Linked DNA regions of Pan troglodytes: region 2 is linked to region 1. The links are chromatin contacts, called in public Hi-C maps. All regions are on one chromosome and are shown on one strand. Each heading gives the region's core, a stretch centred on a gene start, on an enhancer-like site or on the middle of the called end of the contact. The rest is flanking DNA. Distances are from core to core; before and after follow the strand shown. Region 1 overlaps RGS20 (regulator of G protein signaling 20). Region 2 overlaps RGS20 (regulator of G protein signaling 20).

Region 1 (3,524 bases), core at 913-3,412:
CTGGCCTCTGGCCTCCCAGGAGAATCATTACCTGCCCCGCCACTCCTCATCCCCAAGAGCATCTCTCTTACTCTTTAAATATTTTAGAAAGATTCTTTAAATCTTTTTTTTTTTTATTCCTGAGATGGAGTCTTGCTCTGTCGCCCAGAGCTAGAGTGCAATGGGGCAATCTTGGCTCACTGCAACCTCAGCCTCCCGGGTTCAAGCAATTCTCCTGCCTCAGCCTCCTGAGTAGCTGGGATTACAGGCTCGTGCCACCATGCCAAGCTAATGTTTATATTTTCAGTAGAGACGGATTTCACCATGTTGGCCAGGCTGGTCTTGAACTCCTGATCTCGTGATCTGCCCACCTCGGCCTCTCAAAGTGCTGGGATTACAGGCGTGAGCCACCGCGCCCAGCCAAGATTCTTTAAATCTTAATAGATACAGGAAGGCTAACAAGACATAGAAAACATCAAATGCTTCAGAAAAAAATGTGGTTCACAAGCAGGAGGAATCTGCGTGCTTTGTTATCTGAGATAAGGAAGAATGGGACCAGTGGGAAGGCCGCTCTGATACCAAGCCACCCGGCCACTTAGGTCCATTGCTTCTCCCAGATTTTTGTTACGATATGCTACAGAGTTAATTGATGGGACATTTCTTTCTGCTTTCACATTGAAGAAATGACTAATGACATTAAAATGGGGTGGAACATGAAGCCAGAGAGCTATGTCTGGGGATTTTACAGCTTTGGTAATCCCCAATATACCAACTATAGCAGATGGACACAAACAAGGGAGTCTCCCTCCTAACTCTCAGCTGTAAGCCTTCCCCTTGCATTGCACTGGGATGCTATGATTTTACCTTAGTCCCTCAGTTGTGCCCTATACATATCTCTCCCAGTACTTTTTTAAGCCTGTTCAAACGATTGGGTCTTTGTTGCTGTTCCACATTAAGAACAAAACTCCTTTCCTCATGAGCCTCATTCATTTCAATTTCACTGTTTTCTGAGCTCCCACTGACTGTGGTTCCCAGGTGCATGAAAAGCACTGCGATATTCCAGGAATATCCTCCTGTACTGCAGCCTCAAGAGACACTCTCATTTCCTTGTTCTCTGCAGTAATGTTTCTGAGTATTTAACACAACGTGTTTCAATTTACTCCTAATTTTACCTTCCTCTAGGTCGTCCTGCCTTCTAGGTTTCCCCTGCCTGGGAAATCTTTCTCTAATACTATTTTGCCTTGGATGGAGGATGATTTCCCACAGATACCACATTTGCCAGCACACTTAGGGGGCCACTCGATAGTAAAGTAGCAGAGGGTTGAGTGAGTTGGGTTTTTTTTCTTTTTTTGAGATGGAGTCTTGCTCTGTCACCCAGGCTGGAGTGCAGGGGTGCTGTCTCGGCTCACTGCAACCTCCACCTCCCGGTTTCAAGTGATTCTCCTGCTTTAGCCTCCCAAATAGCTAGGACTATAGGCACGTGCCACCATGCTCGGCTAATTTTTTGTATTTTTAGTAGGGACGAGGTCGTGATCCGCCCGCCTCAGCCTCCCAAAGTGCTGGGATTACAGGCATGAACCACCGCGCCTGGCCTGAGTGAGTTTTTTGTAGGGTCCTCTGGTCTTAAATACTTGGTCTTAAAGTTGGATGTTCACTTGTGGGTGGAGGAGGGGGACCCTGTGACCCAGGCCCCTCTCAGCCCCATGCATGCCTCTGACTTCAGACAGAACTGGAAGTCGAATGAATGGGAGGAGGAAAAGGATGGAAAAGCCATTTGGCTGGGGACAGGAGGCATAAAGTGTGTTGGGGAGAGGGACAAATCTCATGTGAAGGGCTCTAGGCTTCCAGAACCTGAAGGAAACAGTTTCTGAACATGTTTGGCTTCGAGGAGAATGAGTTCACAGGAAGTCTTTTTTTGGCCGCTCACTAGATTCTCATTCAAGAATTTACACAATGAAGTTAGAAAAACAGACCTGCTGAATCCACGCTAAACTCTCCTTGGGTTTAGCTGCCTACCTGAAAATAGCAACAGGGGAATGTGGCTTTCTCTGAATCACGTACTGCAAGAGTAACACCGGGTCACCAGATGCTGCTGAAGTCACAAACAGGCCCTGTTACTATTAGCAGCCGAGATGTAAGCTGAATGCTGGTCAACAGTGATGCTCTGTTTAGTAGGATGCTGAGATGAGGCGATTCTAAATTTGAGAGGACGCTGGCCCATTATCCTGCAGTATAGTCATCACCAGACAAAAGTCCATCTCACTGTGGCTCATGAAATATTAATGAAGAGCTAGAATTACTTGCACTGACTTCAGCACAAATAGACCAAAAAATCAAATCAAAGCTCTATCTTCCACTATGTTTGATACAGAAAGCCAACAGTTTAGTAGCTGGTGGATTTTTGTGGAAATTCTAAACTTTGCTTCCACGCAAATCTATGGGTTTTCAAAAATTTCTGTCTTTTGGTTTTATTGTCTGACTATTTGGGTTTTATTGTCTATTTTAAGAAAAAGCTGGTCCATTGTTTTCTAGTAGGGGAAGTCAACTGGAAGCTTAATAGTAACAAAAGACTTTTGAATTATAATTACTTCCAGATGGATGCTTACAGATGTCCTCATCTTTTAAAAAACCACTTAAGCATCTTACCATCTGTTTTTCAGTGACTTATCATGGAAATCTTTACACTTTTGTTTATATAGCCGTTGCCAAATGTGTAAGCCCCAGGAGGTTTTAAGCCAGTGAAGGCTTTAAGACTATAATAAGAGTGTCTTTCTCTTCTCTTCTGCCATTACTAAATGAACATCCTATATAACTCAACTTTTACAATGGCCTTTTGGGAAGTATTAGAAAGAAGAGAGTATGATCTGAAGGAAATAAATAAATTATGTATGTTTTTATTTGTTCTTTCCTAATGTCAGCCAACAACGAAGGAGCATTTTGTAAGTACTGATTGAAATCTTTATTAAGAGCTTTGCTTATCCCAGGAAATAGTGGCATTCTCAAGAAAATTGCAGCTGGGGTGCATTCCCAGTGATAACTTGGCCCAGGGCACCTCTGAAAGTATTAAACACTTGGGAAAATCTTTGTCTGTGGGGCTGCTTTAGGGACTCTTCAAATGGCTGAGGAATGTATGAGGCCATCATTAATGGTTTGCATGAGAATGGCCAGCTATTTACTGTTTCCCAGCAAGGAGCAGGCTCCCTAATGAGAATTTCTGCGTAGTTATTGCAAATTATAGAAAAAAACAGCCAAATTACTTACATCATAGAAAAATTAATGTCGAAAATCAAAGTTGTGGCCAGGCGTGGTGGCTCACGCCTGTAATCCTAGCACTTTGGGAGGCCAAGGCAGAAGGATCACTTGAGGTCAGGAGTTCGAGAACAGCCTGGCCAACATGGCGAAATCCCATCTCTACTAAAAATATAAAAATTAGCCAAGTGTGGTGGCAGGCACCTGTAATCCCAGCTACTTCAGCTACTTGGGAGGGTGAGGCAGGAGAATCACTTGAACCTGGGACGCGGAGGTTGCAGTGAGCAGAGATCACA
Region 2 (3,701 bases), core at 477-2,976, 41 kb before region 1:
CAAATACTTTAAAGAGAACTTCAGATCCCCAAGTATTAATAGAATTTCTTCCTCTACTTGGAAAAAAAAAATGACCCCAGTTAGTTTTCCCAAGCAAACCAAAAGTGTGACAATAAGGTACTAGAAATATAAATTATTTATAACATTGTGGTTTCTACTATTGAGAAAGAGTTAGAAATTATTGTGTTCAATTATACTTAGAATAATGATTTTTTAAATAAAAACATTCATTAGAAAATAGTAAAAAAGGGTTGGGTGCGGTGGCTCATGCCTGTAACCCCAGCACTTTGGGAGGCCAAGGCAGGAGGATCACTTGAGGCCAGGAGTTTAAGACCAGCCTGGGCATCATAGCGAGACCCTGTCTCTATTTAATACAAAAATTAAAAAAATGAAAATAGTAAAAAAGTAAGACTGTCAGGAATGTATTGGGGTTTCATTTCATTTTCTGCATCTTAAAAAGTATACATCCTCTAGGCTTTGTTTCCAGTCAAAATGGAGGCTTCATATATTTATAGGCAAATATACAAAAGTAGTAGAGAAAAATAAAGTGCAAAATCAAAATCTATTGTATTTCTCTAAAGAGTTTGTTTTCTTATACACATTCTGTACATTTGTCTGTAAACTTATTCCAAGTTTTTTTGTTGTTATCGTAAATGGAATTTGTACTTTTATCTCATCTTCTAACTGGTTATTGTTGTAATATGAATGCTACTTTTTTTTTTTTTTTGAGACCAAGTCTTGCTCTGCTGCCCAGGCTGCAGTGCTGTGGCGCAATCTCAGCTCACTGCAACCAAGCGATTCTTGTGCCTCAGTCTCCTGAGTAGCTGGGACTACAGGCATGTGCCAACACGCCCAGCTACTTTTTGTATTTGGTTTCACCATGTTGGCCAGGCTGGTTTCAAACTCCTAACCTCAAGTGATCCACCCACCTGGACCTCCCAAAGTGCTGGGATTACAGGCATGAGCCACCGTGCCCGGCCACTTTCTTAATCACTTTTTTGAGCTATCATTCATATGCCGTCAAGTTTATCTGTTTAAAGTGTACAATTCAGTGGTTTTTAGTATACTCACAAAGTTGTGCAACCATCCCTACTATCTAATTCCAGAACATTGTCATCACCCCCAAAAGAAACCCCACCAGTAAGCAGTCACTGCTTATCACCTGTATCTCCCCACTCTACCGGCCCTAAGCAAGCACGAATCCGCTTCCTGTCTCTATAGATTTGCCTGTTCTGGAGCATACCGTATGTGATCTTTGCTGGCTGTCTCCTTTCACTTGGCGTAATGTTTTTGCACTTAGCCCATGCCATAGCATGTATCGGCACTTCATTTCATTTTCCAGTTGAATAATATCTCACTGTTTGGATAGACACATCACATTTCGTTTGTCCATTCATCAGCAGATAGACATTCGGGTTGTTTCCACATTTTGGCTGCATGAATCATGCTGCTATGCACATTCCTGTGCAAGTACGTGCGAACATATATTTGTGTTTCTCTCAAGTAGAAACTTCGGAGTAGAATTGCTGAGTCATATGGTAACTTGAGTTTTAACATTTTGAGGAACTCCCAAACTGTTTTACAAAGCAATTGCACCATTTCACATGGTAATATTTGAGGGATCCAATTTCTCCATGTCCTTGCCAACAGTTACTGTTGTCTTTTTTATTCTAGCTTCATAAGTGGGTGAGAAGTGGTATTTCATTGTGGTTTTGATTTGCATCTTGCTAATGACTACTGATGTGGAACACCTTTTCATGCATTTACTAGCTATTTGTACATCTTTGGAGAGATGTGTGTTCAGATCTTTTGACTATTTCTAAATTGATTTATTTGCATTTTATTATTGAAATGGAAGTGTTCTTTATTTTAAGATCTGAGGCCTAAAGAGTATTATTTTAATGATAATTTTATATCCTTCTTATTTCTGAATTCTTCTGTATTTGTATCAGTTATAGCTATAATTCTCTTCGGGTTTCATCTGCAAATAGGAAGAATTTTACCTCTTTATTTCCAATTCTCAGGCCTCTAATTTTCTTGTCTAATTAGCTAACACCTAAAATACTTTTTTTTTTTTTGAGATGGGGTCTCGCTCTGTCTCCCAGGCTGGAGTGCAGTGGCGTGATCTCAGCTCACTACAACCTCCGCCTCCCGGATTTAAGCGATTCTCCTCCCTCGGCCTCCTGAGTAGCTGGGACTACAGGCGCGCACCACCACACCCGGCTAATTTTTGTATTTTTAGTAGAGACGGGGTTTCACTATGTTGGTCCCGCTGGTCTTGAATTGCTGACCTTGTGATCTGCCCGCCTCAGCCTCCCAAAGTGTTGGGATTACAGGCGTGAGCCATGGCGCCTGGCCAAATACATTGTTAAATAGTAGTAGAGATTGTGGACATTTTGCCTTATTCATGATTTTTGCAGGAATGCTTTCAGCATCCCATCAACATAAAAATAGATTTTATCACTGACAATTTGGGTTTTCTTTATCTTGTTGCTACTGTATTTTCTATATTCTTTATTATATCTTTTCTTAACACTCTTTATTTTATAAAAGTTTTTTAGCCTGTTTTTAGCACAACTGTTTTATAAATTTTCAGTGTGTGTGTGTGTGTGTGTAGCTCTATTTTTCTTTAAAGGCAAAATCATTAGAAATGCAGGAACCCTTTTGACTTCTTTCTTTCATGATGTCACGGCTAAATAGTTTCAGTAAATAATGGCTTCTTTAAAAAAAATCCAACCAAAAAAAACTTGAGAGGCATCTGAGTGGTACGCTCTCTGCATGACTTCCGAGGCTTCTTTTGTAAGCAAAACACATTACTGCTCAGTGGGTATGAAAAAGCAGAGGAAAAAAGAGATGAATTTGACAGGAGATTCCTCAGAGAACCAGAAGCTGTACTGCAAACTAAATAATGCAAACTTATTTCAGCTTTGATATACTTTTTCCCTCATTTCAAGTAAGAATGTTTTAAAGAGACAATGTGTTTTTGAAAAAGAGAAGAATTTTTTTTTGTGAAGTTTTCTTTACCTCGGTCCACTGTTATTGTTACAGCAGACCTAGAAGATGTCTATAGTAGCCAAGATAGTTGCTCGCTGTGTTTTAGGAAGTTTCAGTAAAAGAAGACCCATGGCCAGATATATTTTGGTAAAATTTTGAGTGATAAAGAGAAAACTTACTAGAAAGGAAAAAAACTTTATATTCAACTGAACAAGAATCAGCATGCCTTCCCTTATAACACTAAATACCAGAAGGCCTTACAGCAAAATGTTGAGAAAGATTCACAAGTACTTAGAAAAGAAATTGCCATTTACTTTTCTTGAAAATTGACTTGACTATGTATATTAATATGGATAAATCTCAAAAGTGTGGTGAAAAAAAAACAAGGAAATTCACTATTAAAACAGTTGAAGTTTGCTGTGTACTTTTCCCCATCTCATTTCTTCCTCTCTTTACCCTAGCGAGAGCCACCATTTTTAACTTACTGTTTACCATTCCAATTCATAATTATGCTACTATATTATATTCATAAACATATTTTTAAACATAGTATAAATGTAATTATGTAACATGTATTGCTTTATAATTTTTTTTCCCTCTAGCATATGAATTTATTTATTTCTGAGACAAGGTCTCACTCTGTTGCCCAGGCTGGAGTGCAGTAGCATGATCATAGCTCACTGCAGCCTTGAACTCCTGGGTTCAAG

The links. A called contact is a pair of places that touch in the nucleus more often than the background predicts.
Region 2: a Hi-C map of stem cell-derived neural progenitor cells shows a contact between it and region 1, with 1.6 times the contacts expected there. The contact joins two enhancer-like sites. A contact is called at or near these places in 2 of 7 Hi-C or Micro-C datasets (blood and stem cell-derived neural progenitor cells).

Annotation. Positions count from the first base shown.
Region 1 is chr7:62,489,774-62,493,297 of NHGRI_mPanTro3-v2.0_pri, reverse strand. The region is part of intron 2 of RGS20 (regulator of G protein signaling 20); the gene reads right to left. Among named protein-coding and RNA genes, the nearest start is that of RGS20, 54 kb to the right of the region's middle. Within about 2 kb of position 2,162, at least 8 of the 24 cell types and tissues checked have an H3K27ac peak or open chromatin away from gene starts, as enhancers often do. A contact at or near this core is called in stem cell-derived neural progenitor cells, where this site is marked.
Region 2 is chr7:62,530,501-62,534,201 of NHGRI_mPanTro3-v2.0_pri, reverse strand. The region is part of intron 3 of RGS20 (regulator of G protein signaling 20); the gene reads right to left. Among named protein-coding and RNA genes, the nearest start is that of TCEA1, 77 kb to the left of the region's middle. Within about 2 kb of position 1,726, at least 6 of the 24 cell types and tissues checked have an H3K27ac peak or open chromatin away from gene starts, as enhancers often do. A contact at or near this core is called in stem cell-derived neural progenitor cells, where this site is marked.